2 separate regions of the Gossypium hirsutum genome follow, and region 1 is linked to region 2. Evidence: chromatin contacts called from public Hi-C data. All regions are on one chromosome and are shown on one strand. The core of a region is the stretch at or near the end of the contact, and the rest is flanking DNA. Distances in the headings are between cores, read along the strand shown. Region 1 holds the start of LOC107948921 (probable LRR receptor-like serine/threonine-protein kinase At3g47570). Region 2 holds the start of LOC107948922 (L-type lectin-domain containing receptor kinase S.4).

Region 1 (7,483 bases), core at 1,823-4,322, 160 kb after region 2:
ACATCGCCTCGCGTTGAGACCCCCGCACCCATGCCATATTCTGCATTGCTGGATAAGATCAGTTCTAAGATGACTTTGAAAAAAAAATACCAAAAAAAAATGTAAAAAGGAGTATAAAAAACAATACCTGGAGCCATGTAGCCAATTGAACCTTTTAGTCCTACGGAGATACTAAGATGAGCATTAGGTGAGTTTTTAAGTAGGATTCTTGCAAGTCCAAAATCGCCGACATGAGCTGACATCTCTTCATCCAGGAGAACGTTACTCGGCTTAAGATCACAGTGCACAACGGGGCTTTCGCAATCATGATGCAAATACTCTAGTGCTAAGGCAACATCTTGAGCTATCTTCAACCTCTGGTTCATGTCAACAACTTTTTCAACCTCACAGTCTTCAATTCTTGGGTGAAGCAATTGTTCCAAGTTTCCATTTGGCATGAACTTAAGGACTAAAGCCTTGAAATCGCCTGCTGAACATACGCTTATGATTTTAACAAGGTTCCGGTGCCGGATACTTCGAAGAGCCTCACATTCAGCTATAAAGCTCTTGGAAGCTCCATGTTGCCCCATTTTGAAGACCTTGATAGCTGCCAAACTTCCATCCTCAAAAACACCCTTATAAACTGACCCAAAGCTACCCTCTCCAATCATATACTCTGGACTGAAATTCCGGGTAGCTAATTTGAGATCGTGTTGTCTACACATTGGATACATCTCCGGTGAGTTAGCCTTCTCATTAACCGCACGGAGGTCAGAATCTTTCTTTCTTACTAACCAAAAGACTAGCATGGAAACGATGATGATGAATGCAACCGAAGCAAACGTCGCTGCTAGTACAATTTTCAACTTTGAACCACCCGACTTTTTTTCATGAGAATCACATTTAGGTAGTCCTAGATTAGGTACTCCACCACAAAGCTTGAGATTCCCCGACAGAGAAACGGCTGTTGAATTCTCGAAAATCCCTCCTTTTGGAACCTCCCCTGATAGTTGGTTCCTGGACAGGTTTAAAACTTGCAAGAACTTCAAAGATTCTAAAGAAGCCGAGATGTTACCAGTGAGGTTGTTGGAAGAGAGGTCAATATACTCTATCGCTTTCAATTTGTCTAGAGAATTTGGTATGGATCCCTGAAACGAATTTCTAGACATATTCAAGTACAAAAGGCTTGAACAATCTCCAATGGTAACTGGTATATCTCCTGATAATTGATTACTTGCCAAGTCTATCGCTTGAACCATATTTAGATCACCTACTTCGGAAGGAACAAATCCGCTTAAAGAATTGAAAGAGAGATTCAAGACCTTTCCCAAACCTGGGATTCCAAATATATCACCGGGTATAGTACCATTAAGCAAGTTCACTGACAGGTCTAGCAACTGAAGACGCTGACAGTTTCCCAAGCTTGAAGGAATGGTCCCTTCTAAAAGATTGTTGCTTAGATGAACTTCAGCTAAATAGGTCAAGTTTCCAAGAGACTCTGGTACCTTTCCTGAGAACTTGTTTTCGTGTAAGAAAATGTACTGCAGGTTTGGCAAAGTTCCTATTGAAGGTAGAATGGTGCCGGTTAAGGAATTGTGTTCGAAAGCAATCAGGGTTAAGTTGACCAAATTGCTTATTTCTCCTGGCAAGCTTCCATGGAAAAAGTTGTTGTTCATCACCAACAATGAAAGTTGTCTAGAGAGGTTGCCTATGGAAGATGGAAGCTTACCAGTAAGCTGGTTTTCCGCCACGGAGAATACTTGAAGTTGGGTAGAGTTTGCCAAAGAAGCTAGGAAATCCATGCCACCCGCTCCATCATTAACCAGCTGATTACTCTGTAAGCTCAATATTTGAATGTTTGGCAGGTTCCCTAGCCATGGGATTTGGCCACTGAAACTGTTGTTTGCGAGATCAACTCGAGTTAAGCTTGAAGCATTGCCTATGGATGGTGGTATGCGACCAGACAAGAGATTCCCTCCCACGAAAAAGGTGGTTAAGCTGGTTTGATTAGTAAACGTATCTCGGGGAAGGGTACCAGTGAGTCTATTAACAGCCATGGCTATGACAATCAACGAGGAACTATTGAATAATGAACATGGGATTTCACCAGAGATATTGTTAAGGCCAATTTGAAGATTGATTAAGAAGGGAAGGCGACCCAACCCTTCTGGTATAGGCCCTTTCAAGCTGTTTGACCTCAGAATTAGATTTGACAAAGAAGAGAGATTCCCAAAAGAAGATGGAATAGGACCTGTGAGAAAATTTTGCATGAAGGATACATCTTCAAGCTCTGAAAGTGCACCTAATTCGTTTGGAATGGTTCCTTCGAGTATGTTGATTGACAGATCAAGATAAGACAACTTTGAACATAAACTTAACGATGCCGGTATTGTTCCTCGAATTCGATTAGAAGCTAGAATGAGTGTTCTCAATCGGAAAAGCTGACCAATTTCTTGTGGAAGGCTTCCAGAAAAACTGTTGTTTTGAAGGTTGAGGTAGCTAAGAAAAGAAAGGTTACCAATGTGAGGAGCAATAGTACCCACAAGGCCAAGGTTTTCAAGGTTGATACTTGTAACTCTCTGTTTAGTGACATTACAATTTACACTAGTCCAGTTGCACAAGGAAGAACTGGGATTCCACGTCTCAAGAACCCCAAGAGGATCATCAGTTATCCGAGACTTGAATACAAGAAGCGATTCCTGGTCCGTATTGTTGTTGAACCTTGGCAAGCCTTGGGAACCACCCAGCAGTGGATGGAAAGTGAGGCAGATGAGAATCAGAATGATGGTTTTTGTGGACATTTCTGTTTACTTTAGGCTTGGCTACATTGAGGTGGAGGATGGGTTTATAACAAATTTCAAGTAATTGAAATACTGAAGTTTCTGACGTAAGTATATATTTAAGTAGTTGCTTATGGTTACTGCAAATCAAGCCAGGTTGATAGTAAACAGTGCTGACTCTAGGCCACAAGAAAACCGTTGAATTTGGGGTTTTAATTATTTGTCACCATCACAATCAATCTTTTCTTATAAGAATGTGAACTCACATCATTGCTTTGAACGTATTTGCCTGCATGTTGATGTCCTTTAAATGGAGTTAGATTTATCTATATATGAGGCAAAGGTTGTAGGTTATTTACCATAACTATGTTTTTAAGAATGGAAATAACTTTTATGAGTCTTTTCGCCATTTACTTTTAAAAAAAAAATAATAATAATAATTAAATAAGGATGTTGTCTGTAATTTCAAAAATAAAAATACAGATTATCCTCTCTAAGTCAAGTTGTTTCAAATATTCTTTCAACTTCAATATTTGGTTTCTAAGTAATGGGTGTTCACCCTCGAAGTCACATTGTAATCTCCCTTAATCGGATTTATATATGCCTATAAATTTAACAAGGCATATAGTAAAAGTAGTGAGGAAATTTCACGTGAACCCAGAGGTTATTTTTTGCAGGAAAAGATCCAGCTGAGACTTTTGAACAATTCGATTACGATTTCACAACCATGATTGAAGACTTTCAACGAGAAGCCATATTGCGTTCAAACTTTGAGTGGGTTGTCAAAATTTCCGGTATTTAAAGTCAATGGTTGACATGGATGAATGGAGTCCCAGTTCGAAAAGATAGATAAAATGATTTCTTTTTATTTCTCTTCACTCTAGAATACGCAAGTTTTCAAGAAATGATTACCAACCGACATTATAGATGGTGGGTTATATATTTTATTAACTCAAATATGGGACATTTGGTCAGTCAGATATAGCTGCTTGCATTAAATAGGATATTTTCTATTTAAGTGGACATCCATTGTTCTCTAAAGCTCAAAATCCATATTCCAACCAACCAATGGTTTTCATTTTCTTTTCTCTTTTTAAACCTATTCTTTTACAATAATTTATAATTCTATTTTAATTCAGATAATATGTTTTAATATATTTAAATTCACTTCTTTTAATATAATATATAAATATTTTTTTGTATATGATAACAGTCTAATTTACATGTTTAGTCTGCTTATTTTAATTAAATCTTAAATGAGTTCTTTCTACTTCTTGGGAGTATAATAACAAATTGGAAAGTTTGATTAGAAAGAATCGATGGAGATTTTTAATGTTATATATGATAATTTGTCCAATATATGAATTAAATTAGAAACCTGTATTTGTAAAAAAAAAAATGGGCTAGTTTTAAGTATTCTATTTGGTTCTTTTATTAGTTACAAAAGCAAGATTGAAAAGTCAACAACATCGTTGATTTTTTTATTATTTGATTTTATTATATCGGTTTATTTAATTAAATTTTGTTTCTGCTTATTTTTACTCTTATTCCGATTTCAATTATATTTATTATTTCTACTTTTATCAAATTTAAATTTCCCTTTTGTATTTTTGCACAAGAGTCACATGTCGTGAGCATGATAACTAGCTAGACTCAATCTGGTTGAGCCAAACAACAATTTTAGATATTCCAATCTCTGTGGGATCAATCCTACTCCCTATACTATTATTTAAACATAAAAATATTATTTTTTATGGATTTAACAAACATTAACATATAAATCTCAACCAACTCTAAAATTGTTAAACATGATTAATCAAATAGTCTTTTAAAATATTTAACTTTAATATATATACATAAATTTTCGTGTTAAAATTTTAAATTTTTAAATAATCATCTTTTATATGACTAAATTACCTAAAAAAACTATTTTCCATGCATATTTACGGAAATGGACCAATTATACCATTATTTACCGGAAAGGGCCAATTTTTACTAAAAGCGCCTACGTGGCCACGTTTTAGGGGAAAAGCCAGGAAATCGCTCCTTTGAGGAAGCGTTTTTTGCCACATCAACCAAAAATGCCCTTACGTGGAAGCGTTTTGCTAACGTGGTGAAAAACGCTTCCTCAAGGGAGCAATTTTCTCCGTGTTTTTAGATGTTAGGGATATTTGCATGTTTAGTCCCTATGGGGTTTTTAGGGCTTTTAGGGTTAGGATTTTGGTAAAATAAGTTAGCGTTTAGTATTTAGGTTTTTGTTAAAACAAGTTAGGGTTTTAAAATTTTAATAGTTTTTAAAAATAAATAAGGATTTAGTGTTATTTTATAAAAATTATTTAAATTAGGGTTAATGGTTTTTAAATAAATTAAGTTAGGGTTTTAAATAAATTAGGGCTTAGGGTTTATGGTTTTAAATAGATTAAGTAAATTAGGGTTCTAGGATTTTAAATAAATTAAGTTACTATTTTAAATAAATTAAATTAGGGTTTAGGATTTATTAAATTAGGGTTTATATTTTTTAAATAGATTAAGTAAGTTAGGATTTTAAATAAATTAAGTTAGGGTTTAAAATAAATTAAATTAGCATTTCGAGTTTATTAAATTAAGGTTTATATTTTTTGTTTAAAATTAATTAAATTAGGGTTCTAAGATTTTAAATAAATTAAATTAGGGTTTGGGGTTAAAATTAATTAAATTAGGGTTTAGTTTTTTTAAAATAACATTATGTTTATTTTTTTAACAAAATTGACTATTTTTACCATGAAAAAATAATTTTGAAAAGACGTTTCTGAACAAATAGTGTCAAAAATGCTGTAAGCAGGATGCACTGTCAGCAAAAATACAGAAACAGCTCCCATGTGGACGCTCTTTTGCTATAGTTGTTCCTGAAAAAATAATTTTGAGAAGACGTTTCTGAACAAATAGTGTCAAAAACACTTCAAGCAGGATGCAATGTCAGCAAAATTTCTAAAAAAAGCTCCCACGTGGACGCTCTTTTTCTATAGTAGCTCATACTTGGCCTTAGGCTATAAACGAGGCAAATATCATTCTCAGGTTGCATAAGTATCAACAAGAAAAATTAGAGAGGCTAAGCAGAATAGAAATTGAAGATGAGTGAATGTATTAGTGTTGTTATTTACTATGGTGGTAAGGTCTGTGACATAGAGAACGACGTTGTTTTTTTATCAAAGAACACAGTGCGAATGGCTTTTAACCAGAGTATAGATTTTACAGAATTTCGTAAAAGAATTAAGTGCAAAATCTTCGAAACAACGCCAAGTAGGGTTTCTTCTATTAAGTATCGATTTTGTGCTTCGATTGATCCCGTGACATATGACTCATTTGATATCAAAGGTGTTCGTAGCTTTAAGGCGATGGTGCAGACTCATCTCGCTAGTGAATCACCCTATCTTGAGTTATATGTTCAATTTTTATCGCCAAATGAAACATTTGCAAATTCAACATCAACTATTGTTCGAGAGGAATACACGACCCTTAGCCGAAACTCCGTTAGTGGGAGGTAGAACACAGAAACGCCCTTATTTGGTGGCAGTATGGAAAACACAACTCCTGCACGACACTTAGTTAGTGGATGAGACATGCACATCGATGGGTTAATGTTCAATGCTAGAAATACATGTTAGGGAACAACATCAACTTCTAGTGGTTGGTAATCTATATATGATTGGGGACGTTACGAAATGACCACAAGAAGAGATAATGTACTCCCTATGACGTCCACCGACGAGGGGACCTCGTACGTTGCAGATGATGGTGGGTTGGATGACAAGTTCAATGTGGATCCACCTCAAGAGGCCGACCCCAATGGTGTAGAAGTTGCATTATTTTCTGAACCAGAGCTTGTTCCATCCGAACCTGAAGACGTTGAAGGGGGTTTAGATGAAGAAGAAGAAGATCCGATTCAATGCGTACTCGCCTCTAGCCCACATACATAATGTCGATATATCGGTAGATGATGCGTTGGAGTTTTCAGATCTACCACACAGAATGCGTGACTGTACAGGTTCGACATTGGATTCGGGTGATTTGGAAGTTGGTAAGAAGTTTTCCAATAAGGATAGTTTTCTTGGAGCTTTGAAACAACGTAGCATCAATCACGGGGTTAATTAAACGTGGTTAAATCTAAATCCGAGAAGTTCGAGGCCAAGTGTGCAATGCAAGACGGTAAATGTTCATGGAAAATAATAATGGATTTTTTAAGAAAAAAGACAAGCTTGTGGGAGATAAAAAAGTATAAAGGTCCACATACTTGTGTTGCCAGTACAGTATCACTGGGTTTTTTGGGTTTTGAATAATAACGTTATTACTTAATTTGCATTATTTAACATACTTCCTTGACAGGTGTTTCACAAAATCATCCCAAGATGGATTTAGGCATGATAGCTAGTTTAATACTACTAATTTTGAAGGCGGATCCCAGGACTTCTGTGTCATGCATAATTGCTAGTATTCATAGCCAAATAAGGTACACGCCCTCTTACTGCAAGGCTTGGATAGCTAAGCAAAAGGCATTGGAAAAGATGCATAATGGGTGGGACGCTTCATATAATGAGATTTGATAATGGTGTCAGGTGCTAGAGAGGTACGTCTCAGGTTGCATGACAGAGTTTGAAACGGTCCCTGCGTACTACAACGACCGATTGCTCCGTGGATGCCAAATGTTCAAACGTCTGTTCTGGAGCTTTAAGCAATGTCGAGACGCA
Region 2 (7,725 bases), core at 1,729-4,228:
TCCAGTTTCTAATTACGAATTCCAACATTTTTATGGAACTTACTTTCTTCCCAAAATAAGGAAAGTTTTAGACATCTATTAATCATAATTAAGACATTCTAGTTAACGACAATAATGCTCGTAAAATATAAAAGGACATCAGATGTTAAATCACAAATACAGAGGTAGCTTAGTAAGAAAAAGAATTATTAATGACATCACACTTTTCCCGACCATAGTTTGCTACAGAAGATAAAGCAATTAAGGATGCTACAAACATGTGAAACATCAATGTCTTTGTTTCCCTTTGTTAAATGTCCCATAGTTTTGCATATGATACAAGCTCAGTCATTGAAGAAAATATATATTGATAAAAAAAGAAGAAGAAGAAAAAAACTGTTTCAGACACTATCTAGTTTCTCTAAGAAGGGAAAGTGGAGAGGTTGAAAGAGAAGCAAAACTAGTAGCAACATTACCAGTTTCCATGAATGAATTTGAACTCATTTTATCAAAAGATGAGGACGCAAATGAATTCACAAAAGCATCAAACCCTTCTGCATACCCTTTATTGCCGTCAAATGATGCCGGCGGCCTCAAACTTTCCGGCAGTTCAGCCTCTCCATCTAGATACCTCACTACATGCCTCATGGTAGGCCGTGCCACCGGCATGTCATTTGAACACATTAGGCCTAATTTAAGCACCATCGACATTTCACCTTCATCATATTTGCCATTCAGCCTAATGTCTGCCACATCAAGGAGTCTCCCTTGTATGAACTTCTCCCATACCCAATCAACCAACACTAATTCCTCAGGCAAGGCCTTCGGCTCAATTGGCCTACGCCCACAAGCAACTTCAAGCAATAATGCACCAAAAGCAAAGACATCGGAGCACGTTGTGGCCTTTCCTGTCTTGGGTAGCTCTGGTGCTAGATATCCCAATGTACCAACCACCCGAGTTGTCCCCGGATTTGAACCGTGTTCGTACAATCTTGCAAGGCCAAAATCTCCTAATCTTCCATTCAATTCATTATCTAATAACACGTTACTTGCCTTAACATCTCTATGAATCACAATTTGTTCATAGCCTTCGTGTAAATAAATAAGACCCGAAGCAACACCTTTGATAATACTGAATCTTTGCTCCCAATTCAAGATTATTTTAGGCTCATCAAACAAAAACTGATCTAAGCTGCCATTAGCCATGAAATCATAAACAAGAAGAAGATCACCTCTTCTCCTGCACCATCCCAGTAACTGAACCAAGTTCCTGTGGCGAAGCCTTCCAATACTAGCAATTTCTGATACGAATTCACGCAAACCCTGCTTCGATTCATGAGAAACTCGCTTCACAGCAACTTCAGTCTTTGAATTTCGAAGCGTTCCTTTGTAAACTCTGCCAAATCCACCTTGACCAAGTAAGTTTTTGTCACTGAAACCATTGGTTGCTTTCTTGAGTTCTCCATAAGAATATCTTTGTGGTCCAATCTCCAGCTCCCAATCTTCAATCACATCAGCGTTTTTAATTTTGATAATGATATAAATGACAATGGAGACAGCAATTATGACAAGAATGACACAGGAAACAGAGACACCAACTGTTAAAGCTGTATGCTTTTTTAGTGGTCCGGGGAGCGAACGCAGAGAAGATAGATCGAGAGCCTGAGCTTGTCCATTGATTTTAAAGCTCCAACCTAAAACATAATGCGAGCTAGCAAGTAACCCTGTTGAAGCTGAGAAACCAACGTACATAAACTCTTGAAGAAACGGTGAAAGATCTACATGATACGACAAGATCGGCAATCTGGGTCTTGTCGAATTCGGTGCGATGGTTACATTGAAGACGTTTTCAACTGAATCATAATCGATCCAAACTTGGATAGGGTTTCCACTTTTGAGAGTAAGATTTTGCTTCGTGGAAACATCGGTGAAGTAAGCGGCAGGAGCCGAAGCATTTGACACCATGCTGTTGATGTCGATGCCAATATGGTTGTCATTGATGTCCTGGAACTCAAAATCCTGCACCGTGTCGAACTCTACTGCAACCAGATGGTTTGTGAGGTTCCCATTATCAGTTGCGTTAAGGATTCCTAGATACTGACTTGGAAGTGCTTTCAGATCTCTAGAAGTGGCGATTGTGAAAGCAAGGCCATGCCCACCTAGCTTTAAATACTCAGGAACTATAACGAAAGCAAAAGAGGTGGAAAAGGAAAAAGCTTGCCCATTGCTGGATTTCTTGAATCTAAATGGAGAGTTGTAAAAAGCATGACCCTGTAGACGACTGGTGTCATTTGTTAAGCAGAGAATGCCATGTTTATCAATCCGTGCAATCCCTGTTACTGTTAAGTTGCTGGGGTTTAAGCCTTTGAATCCAGGGAAGAACACCTCGGTGGACTGTGAAGAAGCAGCTGAGATAAAGAGAAAGAAAAGTAGGAGGAAATAAGCCATGTTAAGGGCAAACGAGAGATGGAATCAGGGTAAAGAAAAAGGATGAGAAATTGAAAAAATAAACGTGAGAGAGATGGGAATTTTAATTTAAGCCTTGAAGAAACAATATTGAGAGCACCTTTTAGGTGTGGTTTTTGTTGAAAGAGTAGTGGAAACTTGAAAGAGATCTCATGATAATGATAGAGATTAGAAGGGCCAGTGAAGGGTTTCCAAGCAGAAAGCTCGAAACATTGGGCACCAATTTGGGTATAACACATATATGGGCCAACAGCTATAGATAGAGAGGAAGTGCAACAGATGGTGACGCGTGTTCTGGAATTTGGTCAGGTTCTGGCACAGACCACACCGAGCAGAAGAGGGTTTCATTTATGGGTGCCTTTTCTTTTTTTCCGGATTAGCCCACATCAGTTACCCTTTTAGACCTTGGAAAGGAATTTATTTGACTTCCGAAGTTGATTTAAAACAAACTCGAAGGGGATTCAAGTTTATTGCTAATCTTCCATTCTCAAATTGTATTTTTCTGTTGAAAATTAAAAATAAAATATTCTCCTTGATGCAGCCAAGAGCCAACAGAGGACTAAAGCTTTGTTTATTCAAACTCAAGGCATTCAAGAAAGCAGGCAGGCTGAGGACAAGAGTTTTTCCCGGCAAAATGATCCTTTTTTACTCTTTAACTTAAAACAATTATAATGGATAACAAGGATGTAACGGTAATGTTACTTTACTTTAGCATTATTTTTAAGAAGTGTTCATGATAAGTGATTTTGATAAATATTGCTAAAATGTGTTTTTAGAAATAAATTGTCTATTTAGATAGTGTATTATAAAGTAATAAATAAGCATTTAAATAATGTTTAAATTAGTTAATATTATGATATTTTAATAAGAATATAAAAAATAATTTATTATAATTTGTTGTTAATATTTTAATATATAAAAAATAAATTTTAAATATTTTTTAAGCAATTAACTAGAGAAAGGAAAGTATCATATGCTTGATGAATGAGATCGTAATTAAGCTGTCAAAAGTACTTTTTAGATAGAAAAGTTAAAAATTTTAACTTCTACTTTAGGAAGAGTACTTTTGAAAAGTCAAAAATTTCCTTCAAAAGTTATTTGTTTAGTATTTATTTTGCTTTAAAAGTGGTTTTTATATTAAAAGTGATTTTAAAAAGTAATGCTAAACACAGCCTTCATCTTATAATTCATCGTTGAATTAATTGTTTAATTTAATATTTATAATAATGATAAATGTATTTATCAAATTCTTCTATTATAAAGATTTGATCAAATGAGTTCATTTATTATTAAATAGATCAATTTAATCCATAAATTGAAACGAAATTAACATTTATTATTTAAAAAATGATATGATTATTCATAAATAAATCAGGTCCATACAAAATATTTCATTATAATCATAAAAAACTTTCAAAATATAATTTTATTAAACAAAAATAATATTTTTAAATAATAAGTGTTAATTCTATTAAATTTAAATTTTTTTTGAAACATTAAGCTTCCATTATGCATTAATTAGAGAAATTTGAGTCAAAACAAAGAAAAATAGAACATTTTCTTAATCAGCCCTTAGGCTTCCTAAATCACGCCACCTGTCCCTATATTCATTGCATCCTGTGGGTGGTGCCTTGGGCAGTTAATCCTACTCCCTAAACAAACATCTAGACCTCACATGAACTGAAGCTCCTCAATTCAAATCCTAATAAATAAAAGCAACAAGAAAAATCCTAAAATCAAAAAAACCTTTCCCCTTCCCTTCTCATTTTTAACTACATCTGTTGAAGAGTTTCTTTTGCTTGAGAACTTGGAACCCACAAGATTTTGTGCTAAAACAATTTTCTTCCCACAGTTCCTTCTATTAACTGAGCTCATCGGAGGCCTTGTTCTTTCTTCTTCGGACTCAGACCCTTAAAACTGTCATCGACTCTGTATCCTCCTTTTTCCTTTCTTTGTTCCTTTGTCTCTTTTTTTTTTTTTTTAGTTTTGCGATTTTGGTGACTATAGTTCTCATAAATAAGAAACCAGTGTTCTTTTTTGTGTTTTTGTGCCCTCATTCCATACCCCTTTGATCCTTCTGAATGAATGGATCGTCCTCCCTCGGAGTTTTTTTCCACCCAAAAGGTCGGCAAATCCCTTCCTTTTCCCCACATTACGATCACATGTGCTGCTTCATTTGCTTCCTGAGGTATGTGTCGATACATAAGACTTCTAAATTTTCTTGCTTTGTTTCTAATTTCATCAATAATTCCTCCGATAACTGACCGATCAATATAATCATCATTTTTTTGAAGCTTTTTTACGACATTCAGTGAATCTCCTTCTAAAATGATGTATTGAAACCCTAGGTTTTCTGCGAAGGCTACTTCGTGAAGGCGTGCATAGGTTTCTACTATTGTTGCATCTCGTATGTTCTCAATCGAGTAGGTGCATGAACCGATTACAAAACCGTTGTTATTTCTTACTATAATTCCAGAAACTGCCCTATTATTTGGCTTTTGAAAACTGGTGTCGAAATTAACTTTAACTTGGTCTTCTGATGGGGGTTTCCATTGTAGATCTTGTATTCTGTGGTTTCTTACAAGATTATTGTCCAACATTTTAATTTCGTTTATAAAGGCTTTGATGGAACTTATGATGTTGTTAATACCTTGTCGAACACCTGCATGATAAAACAAGTTTCTATTGTGTCAAATCGCCTAGAATGCGATTGCTAAACATATTCTCTGTTTTGTATTATTTAACTTAAAAGTATCGGTTAACCAAATTTTCCACTCTGTGTTTTCATGCATGGTTGCAATTTGAACATCCATCTTTTGGAGAACAAGCTTTGCAACGTAACAATCGCATAAGACATGTGCAGTTGATTCTTCTTTTTCACCACATGTCGAGCACATCGCTTCAAATATGAGTTTTTGAATTTAAGATTACTTAGAGTAGGCATGAAATTGTTTGTAATCCGCCATAGGTTGATTTTAATTTTGCTGGGAATTTTTAAGCCCCATAGTGCTGTATAATAAATTTTCATTTGGTCTATCACTATTGTATTTTCATTTCCCAGCAAATTTATATCTTCTGTAAGACACCACTTGTATCCACCCTTCACTGTGTATTCGCTAGTATTGTCTCCCCGCCAAACTCTAATGTCTGGCTACAAAATGTTCATCAGAGGGATAGATTGAATCCTTTCTTATTGGTCTTCATAAAAAAGATTTCTTAACACATCTTTCTTCTAGATATTTGACTTGTTATTAATTAATTCTTCCACCATGGTATATCTCCAATCAATATTATGAATTTTTAGTTTTTTTGTTCCCAGGATATGGAAGCCATATGTCATTCCAGATGTTAATAGTCTTTCTGTCGCCTATTCTCTAACCAACCCCTGATTTTAATAAGTCCCTTGCGCCCCGTATGCTTCTCTAGGTAAAAGAATGGTGAGTTCCTAAGTCAACATTTAAAAAATCACCACGTGGGTAGTAGATAGCTTTCATGACTTGAGCTAGTAGACAATCAGGATCGGTAAGGAGTTTCCATCCTTGCTTTGCCAACAAGGCTTTATTAAAATTTGATAATTCCCTAAGACTCATCCCTCCCTGCGCTTTTGGAAAACATAAAAACTTCCAACTACACTAATGAATTCCTTTATTTATTTTTAAATTTCGGCACCAAAATTGCATAGCATAATGAATTCCAACTCATGGCATAATGAAATTGATAATCGGAAACACTACATAGCATGAATGGGTAAAGCTTGTAAAATTGATTTGATAAAAATCTCTTTCCTACCTATGGAGAGATTGCGTATGCTTTTTGATAAAAATCTCTTTCCTACCTATGGAGAGATTGCGTATGCTTTATTCTTTTACTTTTGTTAAAAAGTGTTTTTTAATTTTAACAAAAGTGTTTTTCTTTGTAACATCTTGAAATAGGTTTTAGTTAAAACAGTAGTTTCGGGATCACAAATTTTATATCAAAATATTTATTTTATAATTATTATTAGGTCTAGAATATGAGTATATGTATGTGTTAAAATTTCATGAAGAAATTTTATGAATAAATGTTCAATTGAAAATTTAGGACTAAATTGAATAAATTGTAAAATTTAGATTGTAGAAGTAATTTATATGAAATTGATTTATATTATAAATTAGAAGGTCTTGAGGATTAATTTTCTTAATTTTGAAAGTTTTTGGACAAAATGAGTTTATATGAATGAAATTTTAAAGAAAGTGCTTAAAGGTATTTTGATCATTTGGCATTAAATAAAATGAAAAAAAAAGGCAAAAATTAGTCATTTCTCTCCATGGCTGCCAAAAATTGAAGGGACACCATAACTAGGGTTTTCAATATTTTCAAGCCTAATAGTAAGTGCTCTCAAGCCCTGTTTTTAATATTCTTCGTATTTTTGAAATCTTGATAGTTTATTCTTTCTATTTTTACTCATATTTCATGCTAGAATTCATGTTTAAAAATTTATGAGTTGTATTTTGATGGTTTATGGAGGAATATGAAAGTTGGGTGAGTGTTAAAACATTTTTTCTAGGTGGTTTTCATGAAAAACTCGTAAAAGGACTTTTTTGCAAAAGGTGTAAAATATGTGATAGAAATTAGAAATAATGAAAAATGTGGGCTACCATAAGAGGGAAAAACATTCATCTAGGCTTGGGTAGGGTAGAAATTGCATTTATTTCATTATACAAGCCTAGGGACTAAATCGTAACAATGTTAAAGGCTAGGGGCAAAACGGTTACTTGGATCGGGGGTGAAATTTAGACTTGAAAAGTATAATATGAGGTGTTAATGATTTATTTTTATTGTTATAGATCTCGAAGAAAAAATTCCGAAGGTCGATCGAGGAAAACGAAAGGTTTTGGAATAACCAGAACACGATACAGAACGAGTACCAAGTAAGTTCGAATAACTAAAAGTAAACTCATAATATACTTAATTGTATAATTTATGAATGTATGAATATTATATTTGATGGTGGAATGAAAAACCTATGAAATGTATTTATGGTAATGACATGTGACAAATGTCCTGGTTGAGGTTGAAAAGGAAGTTCGATAGATGAACCATGTTTTATGTGATTTTGAGATCCTGCATGTGTTGCAAAAAGGACTTAGCTTGGATGGGTAATCTGTTGATCTAAATGATAGAAAGGATCTAGTCTGGACGGGTGTTTCTTAAGTGATCGAGCCTCTTAAGGAATATATTTGTATAAAGGATTTAGCCCGGACGGGTAATCTGATTAGGGTCTGAATTTAGCCTGGACTG

The links. A called contact is a pair of places that touch in the nucleus more often than the background predicts.
Region 1: a Hi-C map of leaf shows a contact between it and region 2, with 2.3 times the contacts expected there. The contact joins the promoter of LOC107948921 here to the promoter of LOC107948922 in region 2. A contact is called at or near these places in 6 of 34 Hi-C or Micro-C datasets (callus, hypocotyl and leaf).

Annotation. Positions count from the first base shown.
Region 1 is chrA04:73,935,406-73,942,888 of Gossypium_hirsutum_v2.1, forward strand. It overlaps LOC107948921 (probable LRR receptor-like serine/threonine-protein kinase At3g47570), which reads right to left and starts at 3,073. Exons shown (of 2, transcript XM_041111374.1): 1 at 128-3,073; 2 at 1-40. The coding sequence starts at 2,780.
Region 2 is chrA04:73,775,214-73,782,938 of Gossypium_hirsutum_v2.1, forward strand. LOC107948922 (L-type lectin-domain containing receptor kinase S.4) reads right to left here and starts at 2,979. Exons shown (of 1, transcript XM_016883585.2): 1 at 166-2,979. The coding sequence starts at 2,427. The coding sequence ends at 388.